Regions from separate parts of the Mus musculus genome. Here region 1 is linked to region 2. The links are chromatin contacts, called in public promoter capture Hi-C maps. All regions are on one chromosome and are shown on one strand. The core of a region is the stretch at or near the end of the contact, and the rest is flanking DNA. Distances in the headings are between cores, read along the strand shown.

Region 1 (6,381 bases), core at 93-2,592, 110 kb after region 2:
TGGGGGCAAAGTTCATCCGCTGCTCTGTTTGGTTATGCCCAGTGGGACCATGTGGATACTGCTCTGTTTGGTTATGCCCAGTGGGACCATGTGGACAGTTTGTAGACAGCCCATGAATCTGAACTACACAGAGCACCAAGATACCAGCCACTGAGCAACAGTGCCAGAACCTTACCTCCTCTGTCCCCTGCTAAGACACCCAGAGTGTCACCTCCAAGCCTCACACACAAACGGAATCTCCCACAGGTGAGCCCTCTCCCTGGCCTCCCAGCAGGTGTCTTCTGTCTGATCCATGCCACCCTCCGCTGCGGCCACTAATACCATACAGCCTACCCAGAAGGGTCAGTCATGGTATAGCTATACTCATTCATTCATCATTCATGGAGACAGGGTTCAATGTACCCTACCCCGACCTGGAATTCACTATGTATCAGAGGATGGCCATAAACTCCTGGCTCTTGCCTGCCACCACCCCACCCCTCTACCCCCAGTGCTGTGACAACCCCTGTGTGGCGCTGTGGATGGACCCTGAGCACCATCTTCTGGAGACTTCCGGCACCTGTGCGTGTAGTACCGGTTCTATGTACTACACGCACACAAACCCACACATATACATATAATTGGAAATAAACTATTAATAAAAATTAAACTGGAGAAGATGGCCCTTTTCCCAGAGATCCCAGGTTCAATTTCCAGCACCCACATGCTTCATAACCATTTCTAGCTCTAGTACCAGGGGAGCCGATGGCCTCTTCTCGCCTACCTGGATACTGGGCACGTATACGGTACACAGACACGCATGCAAAGAAAACATTCAGGTGAGGGTGGGTGCCCGCTATTCTAGCGTTCAAGAAGTGTGAGGCAGGATGATTGGTGGGAGTTCCAGACCAACTTGGGGTTACAAAAACACTGTTTAAACGAAAAAACGAAGTACACGAAAGACTGCAAAATCAAAGCCAAAGGCTGCAAGTCGCCAGGCTGCACGTCGGAGTTCCGAGCCGTAGGAGTCCAGGGTACCCACCCAGAGCCGCACACAAGGCTACCCAGGTCAAGCTGGGGAAACCCAGGCTTGGAGCACCTCAGACACCGAACGAAGGCGATTGCAGCTTAACCTCGGAGCTTCCACCTGCACTGTGTCCCGCAATACTCTGCCTGTTACAGCCTCAGGTTTCCCCAGTCCCCAGAGCACACGGTGGAATGGCGGGTGACCTCCTCACCAGTTTCTGGCCAGTTCCCGGTAGCGCGGGCCTAGAAACCTGCTCAGCATCGCTGCAGGGTCTCAATACTCAGGGTCACCCCGTTCCGCTGCCCTGGAGCACTACGCATGTGCAGACGTATAGCGCATGCGTGAAGGCGATCGCTCCACCTTTTCCGGGGGTGGCGCCGAAGACATTGACATCTACTTCCGGGGAGGAGAGAAAGACGTTACTGATCCGCTTCTGTCCTGGTTCTGTGGTTGCAGTGGATCCCAGCAGTAGCTCCATGCACACTGGAACACCGGGGATGGGGTGGGGAGAGTGTGTGTGACTTTGACCACGTAGTACTAATCTGATAATAACTTTAATAATACACATACTTAGGTGTTTTTGATATGGGGGTCTCCTATATTCAGGGCTGGCCGTGAATTCCTCAGACTCCTGCCTCCACCTCCTAAAGTGTAAGCCTGGGGTAGACAGGGAGTGCTGGGACTGGACCCCAGAGCCTTGGACACGCTAGAGGAGCGTTCGTCCCACTGAGCCACAGCCCTATCTTTGATCAATTTAAACCAGAGGAACTTGAGCACAGACCCTGAAGGGGAAAGGCTCGAGTTGGGCCACACCTTTGAATACATTTGAAGTTGTCGGTGAGTCGCTGAGGGACTCCAGTCAAATGGCAAGTGCCCTCTTAACCTCCATTTGCTTGGATTTTTGCAATGGGACACCTTTGGTGCACAGGCTGACTCTCATTGGTTACCCTCTCTGCTTAAGTCCCTGCTTTGCCTGATCTCCCAGAACAGGCACATTTTAACTACTCAGCTAACCCACTAACTGCACCCCTGACTGGCAGAAAGAAGGCGGGCACATCCTCAGATACACATCCCTCCGGAAGGAGCCTAGATAGAAGGTCTGTCCCTTGTTACTTCAGCCTCACTTTTGAATGGTCAGCGACTGGCATATGGGTGTCTGCGGAGCCCTGGACCCCACAGGCCCAATGTATGTAGGTTCAGTTATGCCACTGACCTTAGCCAAGAACCAGACCACAGAGTTGCTACATCAGGGGCGGGCCTTATTACTAGGTTGGGGGTTCCATGCCCTTAGGATTGTGGAGCAAGGAAAATTCTTTGCCCTCAGGAGACCATGTCCTCTGGTTGACACAAAAGGATATCAGGCTGAAGAGACAGTTCAGTGGGTAAAGTGTGTGTCATATAGCATGAGGACCACATAAACCATGTGTGGTGGCCCACACTTGTAACCCCTGTCAACATAGGATGACAGACACGGGATCCAAAGGCTGAACTACTCTGGTCACCTCCAGGTTCAGCCAAAAGCCTGTCTCAGGTACGGCTAGGAGCACTGCCTGTTCATTCATGTTGGGTTTGGTTTCCAGCACCCACATGGCAGCACCCAGCCCCTTGTAGCTCCATTTCTGGGAGATCTGATGCCCTCTTTTGACATCAGAGCCTGCACACACGTGGTGCACAGATAAATATACAGACAAAACATCCCATAAACTTTAAAAAAAGCAAAGCTGGGTATGGTGGCCACGTGTTTAATGCTTAGGACTGGGGAGACTGACAGACCTGGAGCTGAGTTAATACCAGCCTTGCCAGCATGGCAAGCTACAGGCCAAACACACACAGTGCAACCTTAAAAAAGGTCATAAGGCAGAGGGCCTCAGTGGTAAGTTGCCTGAGGACCCAACTTCATAGAGATGTAGCTACACTTCTGTAAGTCTAGATCAGGGAGATGGAGACTGTCAGAGGGTGGCCATGCACCCCCGGGCATAGGGACTCACAGCCACTTGGGCCCAAGACAGGTCAATTGCTTCCCAAAAGCCTGAAGTCTGGGTGATCCCACACTCTCCTGCCTGTTTGCCACTAAAGCAGAGATAAGGCAAGGCAGTCTTGTATTCATTCCAGCTGTTCCTCCCATGGCTTCCAGAAGTGGCAGGTTCCCGAGCCAAAGTGGTAAACAGATTATTTGCCATAACAAGGCGTTACCATGGTTCCGAACAAAATCTTCCTCACTAGAGGCTTTTGAGGTGTTTCAGGAAGTGTAACTTGTGGGGACAGAGGTCAGCATGGAACAGGCATGAACAGTGTTGTGGTGTGTCCTGGTGGTCTCACCATTATCCTACCAAGAGACTAGGATGCCACTGGGATCTGAAACAAGGGGACAATACTTGGGAGGGGACCCAAGGACCAGTGTACAGATGAGAATGTAGGAGGCAGCTGTGGGAGCATAGGCTTGTGTGATGTGTCTGCTGACCCAGCTTTACAGCTGGAATCAACTCACCCAACCTGCTGGGCACACCTGTAGGGGACGCTTGTGCTGGGACCCCCTAAACCTGGGCCACACCTTCCGGTGGTAGCCCACATAAGAGGGCATGGAAGGAGAATGCTTTTGCTTTTTGCCTGCTTGCCCTCACTGGTGTCAGAACCCTGTTCTTCAGGATTCCAGTGCAGACCCAAGACCAGCATCCCCTAGGAATCCTACAGGACTCCAGCACTGAATTGGGACTGCTGGCACACTGAATAGCTACAGTATTCTTGGAGACAGTCGCTTTGTCGCTGTTGAGAATACCCAGGTCATGGCCTGTAAGCCATTCTAATATCCTTACACACACACACACACACACACCTTATTCTAGCAACTTTTCTTTAGAGGTCCCCTAATGCATGACACCCAAGTATTGAGGACCATGAGGACGGCCCACTTCACATGAGGAGGGCATGGTTTAGCCAAGGAGCACATGCCTGGCACAGACAGGCCTTGGGTTCATGTTCATGGGAAGAGGAAGGGGCAAGCATCTAGATCTTGTGCCAGGCCTCAGGGTAGGGGTGACCCTTAGATCAACACTGGGTCTTTTGAATGCTACTTTAATAACCTTGTAGACCATGAAATATGACGATAAATTCTAGAAACAGAAACAGACATGAGACTTTTATACAAAAATTTGTTGCTTACAAAACATACGGAAAAAAAAGCTAAGGGAAAAAAAAAAGACACGGAAGGCCTCGTTCTTGCTAACTTTTGTCTACATTTAAAAAAAAAATCTGAAAACTAATGTTCCTTTATTCTCCTTTAAAAAAACGAAAAATGCTTAGGCACGATGTGCTGGTGGCTCTGAAGTAGAAGCCAGTCCCAGGCCGCCCTGCCAGGGCACGGTCCGACTCTTCCGTCTTACATAGTTAAGGCATCTTTCTTTCCTTTTTGAAAAGGGAGCATGCTGCTTTGTTTCCAGTTCTGGTTAACCGAGAGGAAGGAACTTTTCTGCTTGGTCACTGGGGCCAAGCAGGGAGCTGTTCAGTGCCACCCTCCCCAGGCCCTGAAGTGTCCCCAGAGCCCTCTCTCTGCTCATGCTTCGATGGAGACCTGTCTCATCCAGAACCGTCCTGATGCACCCCGGGCAGAGATATGGTGGTCCCTGGTCCAACGAAGAAGCTGTGACGGCTCACAGGTGCCCGGCTGGGTTGTGGGCCTCACCCAGGCCCGGGTGGGCGGCTGACAGGGCCAGCTGTGGGTCCCCGACCACGCCAGACACCTTCTCCTCCTCCCTCCGCTTCAAGCAGGCTGCTTTGGGGTTCAGGTTGCGTTCTGGGGGAGTGGGGAAGGAGAGAGCAGTGGGAGACGGTCCTCAGGTGGGGTCAGAGAGGGGCGGGGCTGTGCCGAGGCTGCCCTGGCCAGCAGGATGGAACAGACGGGGCGGGCGCAGCCTACCTCGCACCTGCTGCTCCAGGCCCAGGATGACCTGCACCGCCTGCTGCAGGATGAGCAGCTTGGTCTGCGCCTTATCCGACTTGAGGTGCAGCTGGCACATGCGGCCCAGCTCCCGGAAGGCCTCGTTAATGTCCCGCACGCGCACCCGCTCCCGAGCGTTATTGGCCATACGCCTCTCCCGGTCCCTCAGGTCCTTCTCCTCCAGGGACAGCACCTCATCTGTACTGCTGGGTCACAGCACCGAGCCTCCGTCAGCGGGGGCCGGGCCACTGCGTGCTATGTGTATGTAATGTGTGAGGGTAGAAAGGGTGTCATGGGTGACTTGGTGGCAGTGGTGTGGTGCTGTAATGGGTGTCGTGGGTGGCAGCCAATGTGCACAGTGATAGCAGCTCTGCAGTGTGGACAACTGTGCCTTGTGCAGGTGACACACCCCTATGGGCATCTGCCTGTATGTGTGTCCTTAGACCATGTCTCCGGGAGGCCAGGTGGTTACTCTGGGAAGGACAAAGGCCTCACTGTCTCCCAGCATGTACAGAGGGAGGCAGAGCCTTAGAGGGCAGCGGGGCCTCAGTTGTCCCTGTCTTTGCTGACTAGTTTCTTGCTGTCCCTGCTCATGGCTTGGGTAATAGATTCAGGGCTGTACTGCCCTATATAAGGCAGAAGCTGAAGCTTGGCCCCTGAGCCAGAGCTCATGGACGCAAACAGCACTTGGGCCCAAGTCCTGCACCCCAGCTGGGCCTGAGCCCCACACCCCAGAGCCAGTCACCCTGGCTGGGCCAGGAGGGTCGACTCATAGGTCCAGGGACTTATGTCCTCCACTGTGATGGACACTCATGACAGTGACTCCAAATGACCAAACTCAAGGGTAATGCTGTCACTGTCTGTGGTCGCAGACTGAGCCAGGCCTCTCTTGTGCTGAGCCTTCTGCTATCCAGCTGAAGCCCAGCACCATGCCCCTCGCTACTCCTGTCTCAGGCCACCCTTGAACCTATCAGATCCTAGGTGGTGGCAGTGGCCCCAGACCTCAGGACAAGCGCACAGACCAAACTGCATGTGGGCACCAAAGGCTGTGTGCCCAGAGGGCCTTTTCCTTCCCTTTAGAAACTGCATGGCCTATGGGACAAAAGGCCCCTAGGTCACGGTGCGATCAGCCCTGTCCAAAGGGCAGCAGGTGCGAGGTGAGGGGCGGTGGTGGCAAGCGAAGCCAGGGGACAGCCAGGGTAAAGGGGACAGCATGAAACACAGACAGCAGATAGACGGGCTTGGGAGTCACAGGGTGGGCTGCGCACTCAGCCACCATAGAGACCTTGGAGTCAAGGGGAGAGTGGGTGGCTGTGCAGATCACACCATGCTGCAGGAGAGAAAGGGTTAAAGGCAGGCAGGCAGGCCAGGGCAAGTGCAGGTTAAGGAAGCAGTGGGGTCCGAGCTGTTGTCCTCCCTCATCAGCCCCGGGTCAGGTGGA
Region 2 (5,625 bases), core at 1,487-3,986:
GTGTGTGTGTGTGTGTGTGTGTGTGTGTGTGTGTGTGTGTGCGCACATGCATGCGCATGCAGGCACTCACTAGAAGTGTGGGATCCCCTGGAACCGGAGTTCCAGGCGGCTGTGAGCCACTAGACCTGGCTGTTGGTATCCGAACTTGTGTCCAATGGAGAGGAATGTGCACTGTTAACCACTGAGCCATCTCTCCAGCTCCAGGCTCTGAAGGTTAAGCACCTTCAAGAACCTTCTGCCTATCATGGAGCTGAAGCTGGAGAGAGACTGAAGGGGACATAGAAACAGGGACAGAGACAGAGAGGAACTGTCACAGGAAATGGCAGACCCTGGTACTTGGAGAAAGATGGGAAGAGGTTGCCAATCTCTCCCCGAGTGCCTGCCCATCTCCCAACCTTCCAAGTCCCAGATTACTTGGGACCTCAGGGCATTCTTGGCTTTGCTTGCTCCCAGCCCTTCCTGTCTTGACACTTCCACGCCTGGCAGGTGGATTGAGTGGTCCCCTTCCCCAAGACTTTGGTGTAATATTTATCAGTTTGATGTTTTGCTTGGAGTCTTAGTCCTCGGGGCACCTCCTTTCCCCCTTGGTAAGGAGTTTGCCAATCCCACTGTCCCCCACCCTCACCCCCATCGGCCCCTAAGCTCCAGCAGAGGCCCGATGCTCCACGGTCAGCACGGGTCCCTGCCCCGGGTTGCTATTGGCTGTCGCCATAGCACCAGCTCGTCTTCCCGCGCCGCCATTGGCCCAGGCCCCTGCATCCCGCATCCTCCCCTGCTCGCTTGCAGTGGTCTCGCCCAGCGCCGGAGCGGCAGCGCCGCCTGGCTAGGCCGGGATGCGGCTTTGTCCCTCTGGAACAACCCCCTCTGCCTGTGCTGCCGAGACCCCCGGAGACCTAGACACCCCAGGTCTGGCTTGTAGGCCTAGCCAAGAGGAGGGAGAAGGCCCTGGGCTTTACAGCTACCCCAGACGCAAGTAAGCCGTGCGTCTTCCCTTGGGTGGAGGGCAGGGGCGCGACCTGCCGCGCCCTGTCAGTACGGACTCCAAGGCAGAATAGGAGCTGAGGGGAAACTGAGTCCGGATGAGGCGCTGCGGCTGGTCCTACACACACACACACACACACACACACACACATTCACGGTTCCCACACCGGATTCTTGGGAGATGGTGCATAAGGAATGGAAGAGAGAAGGATGCTGTGCGCCCCAGGGGAATTGCTGTGTGCTCTGGTCTGAGTCTTTTCCTCTCTACTCTGTAGAGGGAACGGGATGACAGGAAGTCAGAGATGCACACCTCTGGGTGTTGTGCCTCCCTCCTCTGAATCGCTCCGTAAACCCACATTCCTTTATTGCTGTTTTCCTGTCATCTGCCGAGGTGGCTTCTTGATGGAAGCTTGGGGCTGGGGATGGAGGCGGCTCTTTCTGTAGGACGATGTAGGTTGTGGGGCTACCGGAGTCAAAGGTGGCCTCGTGTGCAAACCTAAGGACAAGTGAGTGCATCTCTGTCCCCAGCGAATTCCAGTGTGCCTGTGGGGGTCAAGGCTTATCCCGAGGGCATCAGGAGCCATAGTGCAAGGATGGCGTCTTTTGGAGGGGAGTGTGACTTCAGTATATAGCAGGCAAGGAGAGGATGGAGGAGTGGCCTGGTGAGAGGGGTGCAGAATCGAATGCGAATGCACCCAGCCTAGAGGGCTGGTAGCCCTGTGGATTCCGAACAACAGGGTACATTAAAGAAGGGCATCAAATGTGGACTGAGAACGTCGGCACAGGTTGGCATGTGGGGATGGATGTCCGTACCTGCCGAGCCTCATCTGTTTCTTTTGGCTGGGCAGGGCATGGGTGACTTCAGCTCCAACCAGGGCTTAGATTAGATATGAGCCTTGTTCCTAGCTGGGATACCCCGAATTTGGTTTGGGTAGGATTAACATCCTACCCAAAGACAAGCATGAGTAGGTCTCCCTTGGGACCTTCTGTCAGCCCTTGGACCGGCCAGGATTTTCCTCACCCTTCAGGTGGATGCAGAAGGCGTGGAGAGGGGACTGCTTTGTTTGTATTAATTTTTGGTCTTTTGAGACAGAGCCATATGTAGCCCAGGCTAGTCATGAACCCAATATGTAGCCTAAGCTAGGCTTGAATTCTTGATCTTCCTACCACCACCTTCTGAGTGCTGAAACAATGGGTGAGCGCCACCATGCCTGCCTAACTGCCTGGACTTCTGAGCATCCCAGGGTCTGGATTTTGATTATGTCTGTCTTTCCTCCTCCCCCTCTTCTTTCCCACCCCTCAGCCCTGGACCTCAGTTTCCCTTTTGGGGGAACAGCTGTTTTAGGAAGAGAGCAGAAGGCATGGCTAGGTCCACAGCAGGTCCTCTGAGGGGATGGAATGATGAGGGGCTGAGACCCTAGACACTCACTGCTTCCCTCTACCCATGTCCTGGGTGACATCAGGGTAGGCGGGGCTTTCCAGAGAAGAAGGGAAAAAAAGAGCATTAGGTTATGTGTGTTGGGGGTGGGGGGAGCAGGTGTCACCTAAGCAGGGGAGGGGGTGTGGTTGGTTTGGGATGAAGCCTCAAGGCTGGCAAGGAGAGGAAGCTCCTGAGGAGGGAGCAGCCGAGAGGATGAGATGGTGTTACGCACTCCACCGTGCCTCAGGACGAGAGGATGCTATTGGTGGACCTCAGACAAAGGCGGAGGGAGGGGGCTTCCATAGACGGAAGGGAACAAAGACGGAAGGAGGATCAGTCGTGGAGGTCTCAGGATAGCCTTGGAGGGAGAGCCAAGCTGGGGGAGAAGGTGCTGGCCAACTGGACAGAGGGAGGAGGCCGGACAGAGAGAGAAAGAAAAGACAGACAGAAGCACAAAGAATGGGGCTGTGACGGAGCTGAGGGAGGCATGGTATCCAGGCTGGAGGTTGCTGAGCCATGAACAGAGCCACTGGGGACCCTTGCGTGAGTGGAGGGATGTGGGGCCACAGGGGGTCCCGGCCCAGGACACAAACACCTGGGAGGATTGTGGTGAGTCGGGGTCTTCTGCATCGCCCTCCCTTCCTCTTGCCCATCACTCTCTTAGCCAAGGCTGCTCGGCCTTCAGGGTGTTCTGGGCTATCTAGTGACCCCTCCTTCCCAGTGTGTCTGCCCTCCTGTCTGTCTGTCTGTCTGTCTGTCTGCAGTCAGCTTCTCCTGTGTCAGTCTGTGAGCCTGGTGGCCTCCAGGTGGCCCTGCTGACTTAGACTGCCAGGGTGACAGATGTCTGTGTGTCTCTCTGGCTGTCAGTACAGGTATCATAGAGTCTTTCTGTCTGTCCACCCATCAGTTAGCCTTATACACATCAAATAGCCTCCCAGGTTCAATTCCTCCTGTTTCTATGTCTCTCTCAAATGCTGGTTCCCAGGTGACTGGTTGACACTATTCCTGCCTCGAGGGCACACCCAGGATGGGTGGGAGGGCTGGGCTCTGCTCCAGGACTTTCTGAGAGGGAGCCGATGACCAGCACCCACTGTTGTGACCCCTTACCCCCAGGCACTGCAGGAGTTGAAAATGACCAGCTCCATGGCCTCATATGAGCAGCTGGTGCGCCAGGTGGAGGCCCTGAAGGCCGAGAACACTCACTTAAGGCAGGAGCTGAGGGATAACTCTAGCCATCTCTCCAAGCTTGAGACAGAGACTTCTGGAATGAAGGTGAGAGCCTGCATGGAGGGCATGGGTCAGAAAGACAGACACGAAAGCACCGATGTCTTGGGAGGGGTCCTCAAGGCATGTGGACTGCCAGGGTGACAGATGTCTGTGTGTCCAGGCAGCCCTGATGCTCACAGACCTATTCCCTACCATGCCCGCAGGAGGTCCTGAAACACCTCCAGGGCAAGCTGGAGCAGGAGGCGAGAGTGCTCGTGTCTTCCGGGCAGACAGAAGTGTTAGAGCAACTGAAAGGTGAGTGACTTCCAGAACGGCCCATGGCCAGCAGGGATATAGCAAGAGCAGGTCACTGACCTTCACCAGTGCCTCCCTCCCTCCAGCTCTTCAGACTGACATCAGTAGCCTGTACAACCTCAAGTTTCATGCTCCAGCCCTGGGCCCGGAGCCTGCCGCCCGGACTCCAGAGGGAAGCCCAGTGCACGGCTCTGGACCATCCAAGGACAGCTTTGGAGAGCTGAGCCGGGCCACCATCCGCCTGCTGGAAGAACTGGACCAGGAGAGGTGAGAGGGCGTGGGAAAGGACCTGCCCCCAGGGACCTCTGCCCTCGGATTGGGTCGCTGGCAATGACCCCGCCCCCAACCAGCCACACCCACCTCCAGGCTCTTTCACTCATCTCCACTCTATCCCTGTCTGGCTGACCCCAACTGGTGGACAGAGGATATGAGGACATTCCTGGCAAGGGGAAAGGCTCCTGGGAGAGAAGAGCCTCCACCCCCATCTCCGGGGCCGAGACATACAGGCGTCCCTAGGGACAGAGCCGTATCCAAAGTCAGGGCTCAGAAACAGGCCTGACGCCAGAGATCCTCAAGGAGGCCTTTGTTGATAGAAGGACAGAAGCCCAAAAATTCTGGGCCCAGGGCCAGTGGAGGGGGCAGCACCAAAGGGGGCAACCCAGCTCGGCCCCTCTGGGTTGCACGAGGTCACTTGACAAACAGTTTAAGTCCGCTCTGCGGCGCAACTTCTCAGATGAATGCTCTGTAAAATGGAAATAGAACTTTGTTAATTGGTATTGTTTTTCCTTTCTGGATCCCTGACCACATTTATTTCTTTGGGGACACCATAGCACATGTGTGGAAGTCAGAGAACACCAGGAAATCCCGGGAGTCAAACTCAGGGTTCTTAGGTTGCCGACAAATACCTTTGCCCACTCCGATAACTTAGCCTATTTAAACAAAAAATTTAAAGAAAGGGGTCTTGTACTGGGGAGATGGCTCAGCGGTTAAGAGCACTGACTGCTTTTTCAGAGGTCCTGAGTCCAAATCCCAGAAACCACATAAGATCTAATGCCCTCTTCTGGTGTGTATCAAGACAACTACAGTATACTTATATATAATAAATAAATAAATCTTTAAAAAGAAAGGAATAAGGAAAGAGAGAGAGAGGAGAGAGAAAGAGAGAAAGAGAGAAAGAAAGAAAGAAAGAAAGAAAGAAAGAAAGAAAGAAAGAAAGAAAGAAAGAGGTCTCAGCGTACAGTCCAGCAGTCCAGGCTGGTCAGTCTTCTGCCTCAGCCTCCTCAGTGCCTGCCGGGGTGACAGGGTAAATGAAGAGGGACTCTTGAGCCTGACCCCTGGTGTGTACACTGGACATGACAGGTGCTGGAGCACTTCTCGGGTCTTCCTAGGATCTCCTGTTCTTTCCTTTTTAGCTGGTTATTTGTTTATTTTTCAAGATAGGGTTTCTCTGCGTAGCTCTGGCTGTCCTGTAGACCAAGATGGCCTCAAACTCAGAGATCTGTCGTCGGCCTCAGGCTCCCGAGTGCTGAGATTACAGGTGCCACCACCGCCAGGCCAGGCTATTTTATCTTTTTTTTTTTTTTTTTTCAGTCAAGGCTTTCAAGTAGCCCTCAAATTTGCCAAGTAGCCAAGGCTGGTCAAGTTCTCCCACAGTGCTAAGATGGCAGGCACACATCCCCTAGATTGCCGCTTCTAGCTTTTTC

Evidence for each region. Capture Hi-C pulls out chosen DNA fragments and counts their contacts.
Region 1: a promoter capture Hi-C map of adipose tissue shows a contact between it and region 2. The contact joins the promoter of Uqcr11 here to the promoter of Apc2 in region 2. A contact is called at or near these places in 6 of 39 promoter capture datasets (embryonic stem cells, hippocampal neurons, liver and 3 more), 6 of 484 Hi-C or Micro-C datasets (B cells, bone marrow-derived macrophages, natural killer cells and 1 more), 7 of 115 datasets of contacts at active chromatin or transcription factors (the SCID.adh cell line, T-cell acute lymphoblastic leukemia, effector CD8 T cells and 3 more) and 4 of 9 other capture datasets (adipose tissue, embryonic stem cells, liver and 1 more).

Annotation. Positions count from the first base shown.
Region 1 is chr10:80,405,479-80,411,859 of GRCm38.p6, forward strand. Uqcr11 (ubiquinol-cytochrome c reductase, complex III subunit XI) reads right to left here and starts at 1,343. Exons shown (of 3, transcript NM_025650.2): 1 at 1,218-1,343. The coding sequence starts at 1,267. It overlaps Tcf3 (transcription factor 3), which reads right to left. Exons shown (of 19, transcript NM_001164149.2): 19 at 4,063-4,796. The coding sequence ends at 4,654.
Region 2 is chr10:80,298,306-80,303,930 of GRCm38.p6, forward strand. It overlaps Apc2 (APC regulator of WNT signaling pathway 2), which reads left to right and starts at 2,737. Exons shown (of 15, transcript NM_001372241.1): 1 at 2,737-3,010; 2 at 3,515-3,673; 3 at 3,832-3,922; 4 at 4,009-4,189. The coding sequence starts at 2,918. It overlaps Gm30682 (a long non-coding RNA gene), which reads right to left and starts at 22. Exons shown (of 3, transcript XR_871874.3): 1 at 1-22.